3 separate regions of the Sus scrofa genome follow, and all the other regions are linked to region 3. The links are chromatin contacts, called in public HiChIP or PLAC-seq maps. All regions are on one chromosome and are shown on one strand. The core of a region is the stretch at or near the end of the contact, and the rest is flanking DNA. Distances in the headings are between cores, read along the strand shown. Region 1 has its middle 16 kb from the start of GADD45B. Region 2 overlaps GNG7 (guanine nucleotide-binding protein G(I)/G(S)/G(O) subunit gamma-7). Region 3 overlaps GNG7 (guanine nucleotide-binding protein G(I)/G(S)/G(O) subunit gamma-7).

What was found. HiChIP or PLAC-seq counts read pairs in DNA pulled down with a chosen protein or histone mark.
Region 1: an H3K27ac HiChIP or PLAC-seq map of skeletal muscle shows a contact between it and region 3. The contact joins two enhancer-like sites. A contact is called at or near these places in 7 of 47 Hi-C or Micro-C datasets (liver, mesenteric adipose tissue, omental adipose tissue and 3 more) and 2 of 2 datasets of contacts at active chromatin or transcription factors (alveolar macrophages and skeletal muscle).
Region 2: a contact with region 3 is called in an H3K27ac HiChIP or PLAC-seq map of skeletal muscle. The contact joins two enhancer-like sites. A contact is called at or near these places in 10 of 47 Hi-C or Micro-C datasets (embryonic fibroblasts, epiblast stem cells, liver and 3 more) and 1 of 2 datasets of contacts at active chromatin or transcription factors (skeletal muscle).

The regions. Positions count from the first base shown.
Region 1 is chr2:76,093,547-76,096,699 of Sscrofa11.1, reverse strand. No RefSeq gene overlaps it. Among named protein-coding and RNA genes, the nearest start is that of GADD45B, 16 kb to the left of the region's middle. Within about 2 kb of position 1,284, at least 63 of the 83 cell types and tissues checked have an H3K27ac peak or open chromatin away from gene starts, as enhancers often do. A contact at or near this core is called in alveolar macrophages, liver, mesenteric adipose tissue and 4 more, where this site is marked.
Region 2 is chr2:76,061,276-76,064,857 of Sscrofa11.1, reverse strand. The region is part of intron 4 of GNG7 (guanine nucleotide-binding protein G(I)/G(S)/G(O) subunit gamma-7); the gene reads right to left. Among named protein-coding and RNA genes, the nearest start is that of GADD45B, 48 kb to the left of the region's middle. Within about 2 kb of position 2,122, at least 26 of the 83 cell types and tissues checked have an H3K27ac peak or open chromatin away from gene starts, as enhancers often do. A contact at or near this core is called in omental adipose tissue and skeletal muscle, where this site is marked.
Region 3 is chr2:75,983,847-75,987,169 of Sscrofa11.1, reverse strand. The region is part of intron 2 of GNG7 (guanine nucleotide-binding protein G(I)/G(S)/G(O) subunit gamma-7); the gene reads right to left. Among named protein-coding and RNA genes, the nearest start is that of GNG7, 56 kb to the right of the region's middle. Within about 2 kb of position 1,354, at least 29 of the 83 cell types and tissues checked have an H3K27ac peak or open chromatin away from gene starts, as enhancers often do. A contact at or near this core is called in alveolar macrophages, liver, mesenteric adipose tissue and 4 more, where this site is marked.

The DNA.
Region 1 (3,153 bases), core at 35-2,534, 110 kb before region 3:
CCAATCAGAGCTGCAGCTGCTGGCCTACACCACAGCCACAGCAACACCAGATTTCAGCCGAATCTGCAACCTACACCACAGCTCACAACAATGACAGATCCTTTAGCCACTGAGTGAGGCCAGGGATTGAACCCACATCCTCCTGGATACTAGTCAGATTCCTTTCCGCTGAGCCATGACAGGAACTCCTAGTTTGTTTCTCTTGATCACTGACTAGTATTTCAACCTATGGTCCCACCTGTTTGCCTGTTCACCAGGAATGGGGAGCTGGGTTGTTTGCTGTTTCTGGTGGTTAGGAATAAAGTTGCTACAAATATTCACCACGGAGGTGTGGACCTAAGTTTTCATTTCTCCTGGATAATACCTAGGAGTGGGGTTACCGGGCCCCCTGGTGAGAAAACGCTTTACATTAATTCATTTATTCTTCATAAACTAGGAAGGAAATACTATGATTAGATGCATTTTACATATACAGAGAGTAGATGTTCCCACAAAGGCGCGGGCGCACACAGACACAGAGCAAGCTGGGATCTTGCCCCGATCACCCACAGAGGCCCGCCAGGATCCACGCACATGCCCAAGACTCCCAAGGGCGCACACACGAAGCAGCCGGGTTGTCACGCCCCACACCCCCGGAACAGACGCCGGTGGGGCCTGCAGACCCAGACGTGCTACAGACACACTGCGATTTGTTCATCTTTCCAGCCAACTCGTCTCGTCCTGACAGTAATTAGCTCCCAGACTGGCGGGGAGACGGTGAACAGGCTCAGAGTCATCGCCGCGGCTCCACGCCCACAGGCCACCGGCACCCTTGTGTGTGGTGGGGGAGCGGGCGGGCTTGGTGCCCCTCCTCCTCTCCTCCATCACAGACAGGCCCTGCAGGGTCAGCTAGGGTTTCCCACCCTCTCCTCAGAGCCAGCAGAGGCTCTGTACACAGATCTACGGTGCTTTCCATGCGGTATCCCATGAACTTGTGCATGCCTGAACCCCCCAGGCGTGCAAGTGTGTCGCTGCACCGGGACCCGGGCACTCCACACTCGGGGAGCGTGTGCACGCGGCTGGGTGCTCCTGGAACTTGCGGGCGCGCGCCCAGGGCCGGCGTGGCGGGGGTGGGGGCGGGGCGGGGGGGGTCTGAGTTGGATCACGCCCCGCCCCGCTGCTCTGACGGGCCGGAAGACCTGTGGCGGCGGGCACTGGCGTCACGGATTTCCACTGGAGACCTTGCGCGGGGGCCGGGATTCCCTGGCGCAGGAACGCCTGTGACGGCGGCGCCCGCCTGCGCCCGCCGCGCGGGGAGGTTGGACCTGGCTGGGATGACATCAGCCCCAGCGTTGCTGGAGCTGGCCTGGGCGGGAGGAGGATCTGGAGAAATGAAAGTGATTCTGGCTGCGGAATCGCGCCCCAAGCCTTGTACTTGCCCGGCTACGGGTTGAGCGCTGTGTTCCGATCAGCCCTGAGCCAGGTGCGGCCAATGTCCCCATTTCACAGGTGTGGAAACTGAGGCTCGTGGGCCCTCACCTGTGAGACTTGCATGCCTCAAGTCCTCATCTCGGGGTTCTCAAAGAGTCACCCAGTCGAAAGAGTGAGGGGCCGGGGCTGGAAGCCCCCTTTTCCCAGCCCCTTCTGGGGTCTCGATCCCTCACCCACCAGTGTCCCTCTCTTTTCCGTAGCGAGCGGGCTCAGAGAGGGCCTGGGCTGCCCTGGCGCCACCCAGCAAGTTGGGCGCTCAAGCCAGGTCTGTCCACCCTGTTGGTCTCTCCCCAGCTCTGGCCCCTGCGGTGGCCAGAGGCGTTGCCGGCGTCAGAGCCGGGCGCCCAGGCTGCCCGGCGGGGTGTGCCCACCGGCTGGCTGCCTTTGTGCTGAGGCCAGGACGAGTAGACTCTAAAAATAGCCTGGGAGGAGGCGAGGGCTATTTTTAGCCTGCGTGGCGGGGCTAAGGCCCTCTCGATTCCTGGGTCAGCAGCCCTCAGGCCAGGGAAGTGGGGAGGGGGAGGGGACTCCACTTTACAGGGTCCTTACCCTTCCTGGGAGTTCCGACCCCTCCAGGTCTTGGGGTCAGCACCCTCCGCCCCCGGCCCTGTTCAGTGCGTAGCCAGCCCTGGGGAGGGCGGCTGGGGAGAAAACCTGGGGCGGCGGGGGGGGGGGGGATTGCCCGAGGCCACCTTTCCTGAAACCCCACCCGTTTCTCTAGCTGCCCAGGCCTTTTGTGGGGCAGGGAGGCTGCTTTCTATTTTGGGAAGGTGTTGGAATAGTTTATCCGGCTAAAAATAGCCGGTTTGGGGATTCCTCCACCCAGGCTGGCCGCTCCGCCTCTCCACCTCCTCCTCCTCCTCCTGGCTGACCAAAGGCTTGCCTGGATCACAAAGGACAGACAAGGACAAACAGCCCCCAGGAGTAGGGGTCTCCCTTGGGGCAGACCTAGTGGGGCGATTTCCTTGTTTCCTGATTGTGGGGGAGGGGCCGCTTAAGGGCGTTCCCACGTTCCAGGTGAGCCAGACTTTCTGGCCTCCGTGACATCTCACATCAGAATTCCGTCTCCTGGGCAGGGTGGGGCTTCCCCGACTCACCTTTCACCTCCTTTCAGGGTTGTGACTGTAGGCTCTGCTGTGAAGGGGTCTTGACTTCTACACTCTGGCTGAGGCGGGGAACAACATTCCCAAGAGGGAAATCTGCATGCGTGGGTAAACCGAGGCACAGAGGATCCAGGGCAGGAGTGGGACCCATTTGAGGCTCATTCCCCAACCATTTCATCTCTATTTACACTTGAGAGTTTAACAGCTGGGCAAACTTGAAGTAGTGACTCTATCTCTCTGTGCCTTCAGGAAAATGGCATAATAATCACGATAACGATATTGTAAAAACACAAGTGCACAGATTAGAGACTTTAGAACGGAGTCCTAGCAGGTGATGGAATGGGCAGCCCCAGAAAGGATGCTGCGATGGTTGGCTGGAGCAGAGAACATTTTGGGTTCCAGGTGGCTCCACACTTTGAGGCTTGATGCTCCTTACTCATAGTCCTTGAAGCTCAAAGGAGTGACCCTTTGCTATAGATCAGGAAATTGAGACCCTGGGATAATTTCATGGGACAAGGGCCTCATGACTGGTGACACATGGGAAGCCAGAGAGGTGTCCTGACTGTCTTGGCTCTGACCT
Region 2 (3,582 bases), core at 873-3,372, 77 kb before region 3:
CCACACTGGCAGCGTATGAAGGTTCCCAGGCTAGGAGTCCAACAGGAGCTGCCGTTGTCGACCACAGCCATGCCAGATCCAAGCCGCATCTGTGACCTACACCACAGCTCATGGCAACACCAGATCATTTAACCCACTGGGTGAGGCCAGGGATTGAACCTGCAACCTCATGGTTCCTAGTTGGATTTGTTTCTGCTGGGCCATGATGGGAACTCCCTGGAATGACATTTTTAAGTAAACATTTTGCAAAAAAAAAAAAAAGAAAGAGGGAGTTCCTGTTGTGGCTCAGCAGTAACGAACCTGACTAGTATCCATGAGGACGTGAGTTCAATCCCTGGCCTCCCTCGGTGGGTTAAGGATCTGGTGTTGCTGTGAGCTGTGGCATAGGTCGCAGACAAGGCCTGGATCCCATGTTCCTGTGGCTGTGATGTAGTCTGGCAGCTGCAGCTCCAATTTGACCCCAGCCTCAGAACTTCCATATGCCGTGGGTTCGGCCCTAAAAAGAAAAAAAGAAAAGAAAAGGAGAAAAAAAAAAAAAAAAAGAAAAAGAAAAAGAAAAGGAAGAAAAAGAAAAGCCCTCATCTTGGTGTTGAAGTAGAAGCTATATATTTTCCTAATCAGAAGGAAAGTACGTACAACCACTATGGAAAACAGTATGGAGATATCTCAGAAAAATATAGAAACTTTAAATATAGAACTACCATATGACCCAGCAATCCCACTCCTGGGCATGTAACCAGACAAAACTTTCATTGAAAAAGATACATGCACTCCTATGTTCATTGCATCACTACAAACATTAGCCAAGGCATGGAAACAACAATCAGCAAATGTCCATCGACAGATGAATGGATTAAGATGTGGTGTATATACACAATGGAATATTACTTAGCCATAAAAAAGAAAATAATGCCATTTGCAGCAACATGAATGGAACTAGAGACTCTCATACTAAGTGAAGTCAGTCAGAAAGAGAAAGACAAATACCAGCGGGGCACGGTCCCTGTATCGTCCATGGCCCAGTGCATTTGGCAAAGAGTATAGACATGGGGGGACCCAGGTCTGAGGGTCTCCACACACTGGGGGGTGATGCTTCTTTTTCTGAGGAAGGACTAGGGCAGAACACTGGGGACATCAGTGACACCAGCACTGGGCCTGGGGCAGGCCTGAGTGGCCACCAGCGTCAGAGAAAACCCTGAGTGCCTCCTGTCTGGTTATGGTTTGTAAGTGATGCTGGGGATCTTGGAGTTCCCGTCCTTTTTTTTTTTTTTTTTTTATCTTTTTCAGCCACACTCACGGCATACGGAAGTTCCCAGGTCAGGGATCAAATTTGAGCTGCATCTGTGAACTACACTGCAGCTGTAGCAACACCAGCTCCTTAACCCACTGTGCCAAAGAGGGAACTCTGCATTTTCTCCCAGGACATGAGCAGGCTGTCCTGCCAGCTTCCAACACGGCTACACGTGTGTGCTCCTGAGAGGCCCCTGCATAATCACCTCTGCCCCCATGGAGGACAGCCCCTCCCCACCCCCCAGGAGGACTTATCATGTCTCTGTTCCTTTGCTACTGCTGGCTGGTGTTTCCTGGCAGTCATGTCTGCTTCCTTCTGGCTGGGCGGGTTAGATGGGGTAATGGGCACTCCCTCAGGCAGGCCAGGCACTGTGGGCTCTAAGGTGGCTTTCTACTCTGGGTCTGCCAGGATGCCTGACATGACTATGTGTCCGGATCGCTCTTGTGGCGGGGTGGGGGGAGGAACACATGGCAGACAGGGATCTGAGACCTTGTTGGAGGCAAAGCCAAGAAGCAGCCAGCCAGCCTGGGGCCCCGAGGCTGAGGCGCAGGGCAGATGGGAGAGTGGGATGGGCATGTAGCCCAGGCGGCCAGGGAGGACACCCCATCCCGCAGGGCATCTCTGGCAGGCAGACACAGAGGCCCCAGCAGACATGCCCCCTGCTCAGCCTGCGATGCCATCTCAGCACCGGAGGTGCTTTCCGGCTGCTCAGGAAGCAGTGACAGCGAGAATGCCATGCCTGCAATGGCTTTGAATTCCATACATAGCTCGCATAGCTGGGAGGGTGCCGCTCGGCCGGCCTGAGAAACGACACCGGCCACCAGTGCTGCCTCCTCACCAGAAGAGAGGACAGGATGCCAGTGGAAGCCTCTGAAAGTTGGCTGCTTCAGGCTGCGTAGAAGGAAAAGAATGTGAAAAATGTGGCTGGCGGGGCAGAGGCAAGGGGAGCAGGGCCTTCGAGGAGCGGCTTCTGGTTCTGGTGGCCCTAGAGGGAGCTCCTGAGGACCCCGCCCCAGCCGGCCAGGCTGTCATTTCCACAACCTGCAGAATGTGGACCTGCAGAGCAGCCGGTTCCTGGGAAGCCACGGCTGCACCTCTTCCCCCAGGGAGGTTCTAGGCAAGACCTAGACTAACTGCTCCGTTCATGGAAAAGCGGGTCACGTAGTGCTGGAGGATTGAAAACAGGGGGTTCAGGACTCTGTTCTCCCCCTAGCCCGCTGCTCCTCTGTTCTGCATCTCAGAGATACAACGACTAGAAGCAGCATGAGCTACCAGGCCTGGGATGAGGTGAGGTGGGAGCCCTGGCTCTCAGAGAGAGAGAATGTCCCCAAAAGGCCACCTACTGTCCTGAGGAGGATGAACTAGTCCAGGGTCTGTCCTCCCCCTGTCCCCCTACAGCCCTGCTGACACTGGTGCAGGTCATTCACTGTGGGAGGCAGAGCAGCATCCCTGCCCTCCCCACACCAGAAACCCCTTAGCTGTGACAACCACAGGTGTCCCCAGACATAGCCCCATGTCTCCAGGGGGCAGGACCACCCCTCCAGTTGAGAAGCACTGGATTAGAATCCCTTGACAGAGCCCTCATGTCAATGCCTCTGTCCTGAATTTTGCCATTAATGACAACAGGGAGGCTCATGAGACATGGGAATGAAGGTTTTATTTCTGGGGTGTGGTGCTGGTTTCAGGGCCTACCCTGAGTCAGGGCTAATGCCCCCCCCCCCACCTGTGACCTGGAGTGACCCCCCTGGGCCGCACCTGGGGGACTGGCTGGCAATTATGAAGCCTTTGTCACACACCCCACCTTCACCAGCAACCTAGCAAGGGCCTCGTGGGGTCTGTCCACACCTCTACGATGACGCCCAGTGACCTTGTGCCATCCCCTCTCTAAGTGTGCAGCACCCGAGAATACTAGGGGACATGGCTCTGGGGCCACCTTGTGTCCATGATAGGGGCTGTCCTTGGTGGGCCTACTCTAATCAGGGGAACAAGGGTGAAAGGGATCCCACATGAGGGAGAGCCCTTGTTGCCAGCTCTGACGATGGAGGTGGCTAGGTGACAAGAAATGGAGGAGGTTGCAAGGGAAGGGGAAGCCCAGTGCTATGGCTGCAAGGAACTGAATTCTGGAACAACCAAAATGAGCTCCAGATGAGGCTTTCAACTGCAGCCTGGTGAGGCCCTGAGCAGAGAGGGTGGCCATACCTCGGCCTGACCACTGACTCCCAGAACCATAAGCTGGACTCGATAGCTTGTTAGGTGGCCTGGAGAGCTGATGTGCTGGCCAGGGGGGCCTG
Region 3 (3,323 bases), core at 105-2,604:
GGACGACCCCTGACACCTTCAGGAAGAAGGAAGGCAGAGACCAGAGGGGAGGGTCAGGGGCTCAGGCAGGAGAATTTCAAAGACAACAGGGTGATGTGACATGCTTCCTGTCCATCCAGAACCCTCACTGTGCCTCCTGGGGACACGGACGGCAGAACTGATAACCTCACCTCCTCTTGCAGCAGCCTTGGGCAGCAGGGCAGTCATCACCCCAATTTACTGAAGGGAAAGAGGGTGGGAGCAGATGCCTGCCTGAAGGGGGTCTCAGAGTGGGAGGTGCTGAGGTGGTGCTGCTTCCCGCAGGCCTGGCGCCAGTGGCCACCCCACCCTCAAACATTGTGGAAACAGCCCTGAAGCCTGCTGGGCCTTTCCCCATCACTGCTGGGGGTGATTGGGGCACCTCACCTTCTCTGTGGCTCAGTTTCCTAATGCAGAAAACCAGGAAATCAACTGATTGCTGCCATGGGTGGGATGGAACCCTCTATGGCTCCCTACTGCCCTCAGGATAAGATAGTCTCTGCCCAAGGCCTCCTTGCTCCCTCTGCTTCACCTTGCACCCTTGCCCACTGTCCTGGAAGCAGCTTCTGCTCCCAAGCACACACCCTCCCACCCCAGTCAGCTCCATGGCACCACCAACCTCAACTCAGACGTCACTTCCTCCAAGAAGGCCTCCCTGAAGCCTTGGGGGAGCACCTGCTGTTGCTCTCAGGCAGTGCTGTCACTATCAGCTCACTCAACCAGGGTCTCAGCTGGAGTGATTCTACTCCTCTCCCACCCCCCCACCCCCGAGCAGTTGGGGACACCTGTGGTTGTCATTAGTGGGAGGCTCCTGGCATTGAATGGGTGGGAGCAGGGATGCTGCTCCACCCCCCACGGTGCCTGGCCCCGTCCAGAAAATGACTGCTCCCTCCTACCCGGCCATCAGTGCCGAGGGGGCCAGCCGGCCCTGCCCCTCAGCATGGGGACAAGGGAGACTTGGTTGACGGTTCACCAAGGGGCCCGTGTGGGTGTGGCCCCATCCCCAGTCCCCAGCTGCCTCTCTTCCCACCTTCTCCGCATGCCTGTCCTCACTGGCAGCCCTGGCTCCCTGGTCAAGGACACCCACAGCTCGCAGCCCAGCTCTCCCTGCCTTCCAGCCGCTTGGCTTTGTGAGCCCAGCACCCAGGGGCCCTGGCTCCAAGCTCGCCTGTCATCAGGCAGAGCTCTCGAATCAGCTGGGACGTTAGTCAGGGAGCCAGGGACAGCATGTCCCATTCCAGGGGACTCACGAGCTGACCTCGGCCCTGGCCGCTGACTCAGCGAGGGAGCCCAGTGTGATCATCACTGCTTTCGGGGCGTGGTGAGTGCGCTCCCTGCAGGCCCCTATGTGTCATGAGTCCTGCTCACAGGCTCGCCTCTCCGCTGGGGAGGTCAGGTGAGGATTCCTCCCCAGCTCATTCCTTCCTTCTTTTGCTCACTTGCTAAACATCCGGCCGGCGGTTGGGCAAGATCCTTGACCTGAAGGAGCTTACGGTCCAGCCTGGGTAACAGATGCAGCTAATTAGAATGTCACAGAACAGTTACCGCGTGGCCCTGGGCCAGTTCCTCAGCCTCTCTCAGCTCCTAGTTTCTCTGTGAGACGGAGCTGGTGATCTCTAATTGGCAGGGTTGAGGTGAGTTTCAGAACGAGCACACCTGAAGGCAACCGGGTAGGTGTGTCAGTCAGCTACTGGTGTGTGACAAGATGCCACAAACGTAGGGTCAAAAACAACATCCTTGATCATCTCCTGGTTTCTGTGTTAGGAAAGAGGGTGTGGCTTAACTGGGTCCTCAAATCGGGGTCTCAAAAGCCTGAAATCGAGGGACTGGCTAGGTTGAGTTCTCCGCTGGGAACTCAGGGTCGCCTCCCAAGCTCATCTGTGTGGTTGGCAGAATCCACCTCCCCGCAGTGGTAGGACTTTTCCTGCTGGTTGTTGGGTGAGAGTAGCTCTCAGCTCCGAGGCTGCATGGCCTCATCCAGCTCATGATGTGGCTGTTTGCTTTCTTCAAGGCCAGTAGGAGAGTGTCTGCCACTACTCTGGTCTTTCTCCCTCTCGCTCTCTCTCTCTCTTTTTAATCTTTTTAGGTCTGCACTCACGACACATGGAGGCTTCCAGGCTAGGGGTCGAATTGGAGCTGTAGCTGCTGGCCTACACCATAGCTCACAGCAACGCCAGATCCTTAACCCACAGAGCGAGGCCAGGGATCGAACCTGCGTCCTCATGGATGCCAGTCAGATTCATTTCTGCTGAGCCACCATGGGAACTCCCCTCTCACTCTCTTTATTGTGATAAAAGGCATCTTGCCATCTTAAATATTTCTAAGTGCACAGCTCAGTGGCATTAGGCACATTCACAATGTCATGTGACCATCCCCACCATCATCTCCAGGACTTTCTCATCTTCCCGAATGGAAACTCTGTCCCCATGAAACACTGACTTGCCAGCCCCTCCCCCAGCCCCTGCCCCACCATCCACTTCCTGTGTCTATGGATCTGACGCCTCTAGACACGCTTCTGATCTCTTGGAAGGGCCCATCCCACCCAGATGGCCCCCCTTGTGATGAACTCTAAGGTCAACTGATTAAGGGTCTTCGTGACACCCGCCAAGTCCCTTTGGCCATATCACACCAGCCTAACCACAGTGGCATCCCACCCATTCCAGGCTCCACCCACACTCGGGAGCAGGGATCACACAGGGTGTGGACACCAGGGGCAGCCGTCATGGGCGCCGTCTTGGAGTTCCACCTCCCGCAGGAGGTGCACAGACGTGGAGGGTGCTGCTATTGTGAAGGCTCCCGTGAGGGAGAAGCACACGGCAGCTCTCTGGGCACAACCCCCCTTACGTGGGGCACAAAGGAGGCAGCAGTGAACTTCGGGGAAGACTTTACTCCAGCCACGGGCTATTTCAGCAGGCCTCAGAGCTCAGGCCGAATGGCTGGGCGAGGACAAGGGACGGTTCTCACCCCCACAAAGAACTGGGGTCCCTCACAAGGATTCTGGCCCTCCCCGTCACCCATCTCTTTGGGGAACCCTCAAGAGGCAGCACTTGGCGGCCCTCCTGTGGATAACAGGACTGCGGTGGTGACAGCAGGCCCACCTTCTGTGCTTGAAAAGGTCAAGTGAGTCACCTGGGGTGCCTGTGCAAGAGGGAGGTGCATCTAGATCTGAACCTGAGCCTTCTGGTGCTGGTAGCCCCCACAGACATGCAGATGCCCCCCCCCCCGAGAATAAACCCACCAGAAGGGCTGGCTACCCACAGAGGTGGCAGATAAGCCACACAGAGCTGTGGGAAAAGAGTGCCGCC